2 separate regions of the Sus scrofa genome follow, and region 2 is linked to region 1. The links are chromatin contacts, called in public HiChIP or PLAC-seq maps. All regions are on one chromosome and are shown on one strand. Each heading gives the region's core, a stretch centred on a gene start, on an enhancer-like site or on the middle of the called end of the contact. The rest is flanking DNA. Distances are from core to core; before and after follow the strand shown. Region 1 has its middle 11 kb from the start of DAPP1. Region 2 overlaps MTTP (microsomal triglyceride transfer protein).

Region 1 (3,862 bases), core at 896-3,395:
AATCTCTTCGAGAAAACTTCGACAGAGTGTTGAGGCAAACACGACAGGAAATCCTTGAAGAGAGCTATAACGTCCACAGTTATTTGTCTTTTAATGGGGAGACCAGGCCCTTTGGCATAGGATGAGGTCCATTTATTTCAATTTCATCTACTAAGACCCTCATTTACATAAGCATTTGCCTTTGGCCAGTTATAGTGGATTATACTCTCCTGAATCCCATCTTAGAGCATCGTCTTTGCCAAAGATTCTGAGGAGGGGGGACTTCACTTGTGATCTTGGGGAGGTCTATAGACGGGGTCACCCAGAACACATCTCTGCCCTGGGCAGCCCGCATGTCTTGGCTCAGGAACAGAAGAGGCAGCAGCCTTTGGACCAAAGAGCTTATTGGAGTATAACCGGAAGTGAAACATTTTGATGGAATTCATGCTGAAGAGTTTCAGACTCCAGAGTTCCTGCTGTGGTGCAGTGAGCTAAAAAACCTGCATCATCTCTGTGGAGGTGCAGCTCCGTGCAGTGGGTTAAGGATACCATATTGCCGCAGCTATGGGGCAGGTCACAGCTGTGGACCAGATTCGATCCCTGGCCTGGGAATTTCCATATGCTGCAGGTGCGGCCAAAAAAAAAAAGTTTCAGATCCTCTGAGAGTAAAGCTAATGCATCATGTACTTCCAGAGCAATTATTGCTTTTTACTGGTTGAAAACTTCGAAACGATTCAGATCCTTGGAATTAGTGATCTTCCCCACCATCTAGATAACGAACAATTTAGGTAATAACATTTGCTTTAACTGCTTCTAAAAGGCCTTTGGAAAATACATTCTTGAAATGACCAAAAAAAAAAAAAGTATAAAGCAAATCTCGGCCCAGATGTGGGCATTTTGCTAAGTTCATTCCCAGTTACAAGTTAGCAGTGTGTTGATCCAGTTGACACTGAAGACCACTTACACCTGCAAAGGAGAAGCCAGAGCCTAGGATTTCGGAGGAATCGTGAACATGTGCGTATTTGCCAGTGTGTGTGTTTGAAGCTGGCCTCAACTTACAGAAGAAAACTTGCGTCAATTTTCCATGTCAGGAAATTATCATTATCCCCAAAGAGTTTTTGATTCCTCTACCATATGATCAGCTTATAGTCGGAGAAAGATGAAAACACTATCTGAAAGGAAAAATGTGCTTAGGAAATTCACTACCCCTCTTGCTGATTTTTAGGTAGTTTCCACAAAGCTGACATGGGTTTGTTTGTTTTTTTTTTTTTCTTTTCTTTGTGGCTGTTTCTCTTACAAAAGAAATGAATAGCTATCTAACCAAGAGGATGTTTTAAGAAGTTTGAGTTTAACCTTTGCGTTTGGTCCTAAAACTAAGGATTCTCAAGATCCCAACTTCCAAGCAAGAAGAAATGAACCATAACATTCTTTGTAAACATATCCCCTCGCCACAACGAGGAGTTTTGGTGATTACAGCTAGCCGTGATGCAAGTTCTCAAGAGGCCAGGTCAGTGTGGCATTAGGAGTGGAAAGCACAGACTCTCTCAGAGTCCCAGACACCCTCTCTGCCCTAGGCTTCCATCTGGATCATTCCCAGCCCGTGGCGTCTCACGTGGAACCTTGTCTAACTCTGCCAGCTCCCGCAGGTCCTACATTCGGTGGAAACTTCTCCTCCGCACGTTACTTCCCATTCTCCACATTGGGCGACACTGCTGACATGCAATACTCCAGACTTCCAGAGTCACTGCCGGTAATTCACTATCCTTCGTGGCAGGGGTCCGTGAACCACTCTACAGATGCTCTGAGTCCCAAGGCTTGAATGGCATGTTCTGAAAATCCCTTATGGAGCAGTGGCAGAGCCCAGGGCAGATGAGAGAGCCCCAGTGCAGATGGATCACCCCCCTCCCCATACAAACTCAGGAAGTGAAAATGTGGCCTCAGGCTCTGTGGCAGGGGAGAACTTGTAGTCGGGCTAAATATAGCGACCCGCACTGGAGGACAGCCAGTGCCCAGGGTGCCAGCCTCACAGGAGCATTCTAGGATCCTTAATGGCCACAGGTGGGCTGCATAGTTCTTGTAAAGCTCGCCTAAAAATAAACCTTCAATGAGTCTAGCTCCCAGGGTCTGTGGTGTTATCATTTTAAAAATCAGGATGAAAAGAAGTAGCAGGGAGAAGGAAGAAGAGATGGTTATTCTTGGGAAATCAGAGGAGGCACAGTCTATGAGTTGCAGGGGAGTAATACTGAAAGTTGATTTTTTTTCTTCTCCGTTTTAAAAAATGTCTTACAGATGATGATTGCATGAGCTCTTTCCCGTCACTCCTGGTTTTGTAAAAGCCTGAGAAATGGATGTGTCAATCTGGACTCCTCACCGCGGGGGGGGCTCTGAGGATAAGTCCTGCCTCACCTCCAGAGCTGTGGTGTGCAGTCTGGGGTGCCAGCCTCACACAAGCGGAAGCGAGCCCGCTGACAGGCCAGCAAGGGGCCTTCTCCACTCCCCAGGGAGCCCCACCTCCTTGGGTGCAGTGGGGGTGGGGATGAACGAGGGCTTTGGAGTCAGATAGATGAGGAGTGTGAATCAGCCTTTCACTCTACTGCCGTTTCCATATGCAAGCCTTGGGTTATTTTTTTCAACCTCCCGAAATATAACACCCATCTTTCAGACTCTGTGAGATGGGATAAGGGAATGGTGCAGGGTGGTTTCCAAGGGGCCTTGGATGGATGTGATACCGTAGGTTCACATTGAGGGATCCTGGCTTCGCATCTAAGTAATCGCCTTAAATAATGGGAGGGATCACAGCTGGCTTTTCGTGCAGCTAAGACCCTTTGTTAAAGGACCCACTGTAGAGCACAGGGAGATCTGCTCAGGACTCTGTAGTGATGGATACTGGAAAGGAATCTGAAACGGAGTGGATATTTGTGTAGGCAGAACTGATTCACTCTGCTGTGCACCTGAAACTAACACAAACTTGTAAGTCAACTATATTCCCATAAAACTAAAATTAAAAAATCCTCATGATTGGGTATTGGGTATGGAGTACTGGGGACAGTGTTAGTTTTACAGTGGTGGTTCCATAGGATAACTCCCAGGAAATAACGTTTGATGGACACCGGAAGCAAAGAGGGAAGGTGCTCTTGTAAATTGAAGCGTGTATTTCAGAGATTCTCTGATTTTTTAAATTTGACTCCCAACCTACAGTCAAATGAATTTCCTTCCTTGCTAGAAGGTGAGTGAATTATGAGGGCTCAGCTCTGCCTAACTGGCTCCTTGCTTCTATGTTTGCCATTGGGGGTCTTTCATATTTTCAGACACATTTTCCCCTTCCTCAAAAACCGAAGCCATCTCAGCACCTCTGTCGTTCCTGTCTCCCCCATCTAGCGACTGTCTAGTGTTCCATGAACCCTTAGTCTCTTAACATTGGACACATGTCGAACCATTTTCTGCTGAGGGATTTCTCCAGAGACATAGCCTACAAGTTAAGTTTCCCAATTCATCAAAGCCACTCTCTCCTCTCAAACTCCTTCATTTAAATATAATCCTCAATCCATAAACAGCTTCTTCGGTCATGAGTTGGCCCCTTTTTTGTTGGACTCTTTTGTTTCTATCTAAGTCTCCTCCTTTTGATAGGGATGGAGTAGGCACAGGTGGTTGTAGAAGGCCCAATAGGGAATCATAGAGAAAGAGGGAAACCTGGGATGTTGGGAAACCACTGTCAGTTCCAGAAAGCCATCAGAACAAGGCAGCCTTGCTTAACTAGTGGAGGTGCAAGCATTAATTGGGTGGGGATGGGATGAGGCCTGCATTCAGATTCAGCCCAAGGGTAAGAGTTGGAGGACTGCCTTTCAGCTGATTTGAATACAGACCTCACCAGATACTAAGGAGG
Region 2 (3,832 bases), core at 1,057-3,556, 110 kb before region 1:
GGTGACCCAAGCCACAGCAGTGACAGTTGGGTCCTTAACCCACTGAGCCACAGAGGAACTCCTGGGGAGATGCATTCTTAATGAAAGAACATCTCTGAAGAATGCCTAAGAGCGCTGAGAAAGTAGTCCACATTTGAAGATGCAGGAATAATTACAGTTCAGTACCATCTGTCTGGACTCACCTACCCATCAACAATACCTAAGGGTCTGAATTGAGTTATAAAACTTGATGCTAACATAGTGGTAATCTAGAGCAGGGCTAGCAAACTTTTAATGTAAAGGGCAAAAAGTAAACAGTTCAGGCTCTGTAAGACACAAGGGTCTCTGTTGCAACTACTCAACTCTGCTCATTGTAGAGTGGTATATTAACATATGAATATGGCACTGCTCCAATAAGTTTTTTATTTACAAAAATAGCCAGAGGGCCAGATTTGCCTGCTGGCCAGTGTTTGCCAACCCCTGATCTACATGATCTTGTAAGGTTTTTTCTATTCACTAAGCCATGGCACCATGGGCACATTCTATGAGCGACATCTTCCCTTAGCTATTAAACAGAACCTAGTGCCAGCATTTGTTAGAATGGAGTATGTAGCAGATGTGGGTTTATATACAAATAAGCTGTTTGAGTCTCCCTGCCTCTGCAGAGCACTCCAGTAATGCCATCCCAGCTACAGAGGCACATACCACTCTAGGTCAAGTGCTGACATTGGAGGAAATTTTGGCAGTGGATGGCCTGTCACAGCCCCAGGGCAGATGGAATTACTCTTCGCTCACCCTCCTCTCTCTCTCTTTTCAGCTAATTGGATTAGTCTTCAGAGAAGGATGTCTGATAAAGTTAGATTAATAGGGGGATCCTCTTTAGCCAGAACATATTTTCCTGAATGGAAGCAATGGGATGAGCTGTCAAAATACCAGTGTCTGAACTATAAGAAAACCCATGGGACCAAAAGTAAAAGATCAAAGGGGTCATATGAGCAACAAATACAAAGCTCAAGCATCTTGTTCTTCTAGCCTATAGACAAGAATTTAAATAAATATGTGCTCTGGGTCAAACAAGGACATTACCCTATGCTTTATCTTTTTTTTGCAATATTTCTCAGAATAGGCTTCCTCACGCAGTAGGAGACAAACAAGAACTGTAATTTCATGATAGCCATGTATGGTATTAGAAAAGTTTCCCCACTAGAAATAGTCTGGGTATTCATTCTAGCTCCACATGTAATCTCCTAGCCTGGGTTTTCTTTCCAATCTTCAGATATAATACCTACCATGGAAAATTAGTATGGGAATTAAATGAGATATCAAATATAGAGGCTTGGGGGTGCAAGAAGTGAATAATAAGTTCTCCTTATTTTTTTACTCTTCATAACTTAGAACCACTGCACTATGTGGTTTAGTCCTTTTCACAAAGGAAAGAGAAGTGTGTCCTTCTATAGGGATCTGTGGTCTGTCCTTCTGTGGGGGTCCAAGCAAATTTCTCTGTGACTATACACAAGAATTCTCCTGTGATGCCTTGGCATGAGAGAAGTGGAGTTTTCCCAGAAAGCCGAGGTGTTCCTCAAAACCCACACTGCAGTGGAAATGCTCTCTCCCCACAAAAGGCACATGGTCTAGTAGCCGTGAAATGTTCTTTTCCATGGGACTTGGTGTGTTTTGACATCTACATAATGTACGTCAGTGGGAAAGCCAAAGTCCATGTCACGGACCTCTGCTGAGTTGGCGAACAAGATTATCGTGTTCCAACTGGAAACAGAGAACGTGAGCCAAAGAAAAGAAAGACTGGCACCCAGTAGGGTTTATTTGGGAATGATCACAATTAGAGTGCATACCTTGATTCTGCAGCTTAGAGCATAGGTTACAATTAGGACATGGTCATTGTGGTTTTGTCAGGATACTGTGTATTCCTTCAGATTAGTTATGATGCCCGAGGAACCCCCCGCATCTTACAACAAAACATCCCGTTCTAGACCTAATGTAGCAGTAAGGATCCTCAGGGCTCTTTCCTAATGCGTCCTGAGCCCAGTGTGGAGAATCTCATGCCTTCATCCAAGTGTCTTTCCGACTGAAGGTAGTTTCCTGCCCCATTCAGACTTTTTCCAGTAAATCAAGTTCTGTGACTGGGATTTCTTGCCTCATTTTTGCAAAGTAGAGAGAAGTCAGGGAAATCAAGGATCAACACAATCCTTTCTAGAAAGTGAAATCATGGCATTCATAGTTGGGGAAAGAAAGCATGGCTTGTTTGGTCTGAGTAGGGCAGTTACATAAAGAAGTTAGTCATGCTGCCAGTTGCCATGAACCTAAGATCTTTGGAGGAATATCAAAATTAAGAGTACTGAGCCTTTTTCCCAGAACTGTTATCATTTCCCACACTGTCTCCAGGCAATCTGATTCCAATCCAGCTGCAAAAGTTTTCAGCCAGCACCACCCCATCTAATGTACATAGAAATTGTGAGAATTAAAGTGTAAATGCTGGCAAACAGCATAAAACAATGGGTTTCAGACAACTACAGAATTGCTGAGGAAGGACTATGTTTATAAATGAATCCTGTCCTCTGGAATATGCTTTGGAGTTTGTGTTGGTCTTGTTATTTTGTTGTCACTTCAAAGGTCGAACAATAAAGTATAAAGGCTTAGTTAAGTTGCCTTGCCTTAGCTTTCCTTTCCTAGGCAATCCCTGGAACTAGGATACTGCTCTGGCAGTTTTCATCCTGCCTTTCATTTGCCAGCGGGATGCAGTTTACTATATTTGACACAGCACATAACTACAGAAGTGCTAAAGGACTTCGAGAGATCATCTGTCCCCACCTCTCACCCCTACCCCAAAGCCACGCGGAATTCCTCACGGAGATGCCTTCATTTTCCCTAGTCTGGTGGTTCTCACATTTGGGTGCATCAGAATCACATGAGGGCTTAGTAAAACACAGATTTCTGGGGTCAGATTAGTTATTAGTTTCTAACTCAGTGGGTATGGGGCTTGCATCTCTAACACGTTCCCTGGATGCTCATGTTAATTGTCAGGGAACCACACTTTGAGAAACATGGCCCCTTCCAAAGTGCGGCAAGGATGGAAAGAAAGCCCCTTCTCAATGGACTCTAAACTACTTTAGTATTTTAATTGACTAAATGATTTAGCACATCAGTAATCTTCTGGTGATTAAGATTCGAATGTGTTTCCAAGCTTAGAGAAAGACATCAACATTAACACAACTCAGTGGCATTATGTAGAGCAGGAGGTTGAATGTGCCTTTGGAAAGGGGCTGGCCAAATTTTGTGCTTCTTCCTCTTTTTCTTCTCCTCCTCCTTCTGACTATTATTATACATTTTTGTTTCTAGGAGCTTCAGTTGCAATCTGGACTTAAGGCCAATATGGAGGTCCAGGGTGGTCTAGCTATTGATATTTCAGGTTCAATGGAGTTTAGTCTGTGGTATCGTGAGTCAAAGACCCGAGTGAAAAATCGGTAAGCATAAGTCTAATGCTCTATGCAAAGAACCGCAGAGATAGCTTTTTGGAATTGTTTAACCTTCTGACCTATCAAAACCTAGGCTTTCTATTTGTAATTATCAATCATAGAGTAGGAAATAACCATGGGAAGTCATTATTTCCATAGCTTCTTGGAATGGAAGGGTAGGTACCTAATAGAACTCTGCCAAGAATTTTTTGCTTTTAAAGACATCCATGGACAGCCTGCCCAGTGGACAAGATGTTTATCTTTTCTTGGTATCCCACTGTAGTAGGTGACAGTGCTGTCAGAAAACTTTACTGGAGTTCCCGTTGTGGCGCAACAGAAACGAATCCGACTAGGAACTATGAGGTTGCAGGTTCGATCCCTGG

What was found. HiChIP or PLAC-seq counts read pairs in DNA pulled down with a chosen protein or histone mark.
Region 2: an H3K27ac HiChIP or PLAC-seq map of skeletal muscle shows a contact between it and region 1. The contact joins two enhancer-like sites. A contact is called at or near these places in 1 of 5 promoter capture datasets (liver), 1 of 47 Hi-C or Micro-C datasets (embryonic fibroblasts) and 1 of 2 datasets of contacts at active chromatin or transcription factors (skeletal muscle).

What each region holds. Positions count from the first base shown.
Region 1 is chr8:120,710,209-120,714,070 of Sscrofa11.1, reverse strand. No RefSeq gene overlaps it. Among named protein-coding and RNA genes, the nearest start is that of DAPP1, 11 kb to the right of the region's middle. Within about 2 kb of position 2,145, at least 8 of the 83 cell types and tissues checked have an H3K27ac peak or open chromatin away from gene starts, as enhancers often do. A contact at or near this core is called in skeletal muscle, where this site is marked.
Region 2 is chr8:120,825,150-120,828,981 of Sscrofa11.1, reverse strand. MTTP (microsomal triglyceride transfer protein) reads left to right here. Exons shown (of 18, transcript NM_214185.1): 16 at 3,334-3,458. Among named protein-coding and RNA genes, the nearest start is that of MTTP, 44 kb to the left of the region's middle. Within about 2 kb of position 2,306, at least 7 of the 83 cell types and tissues checked have an H3K27ac peak or open chromatin away from gene starts, as enhancers often do. A contact at or near this core is called in skeletal muscle, where this site is marked.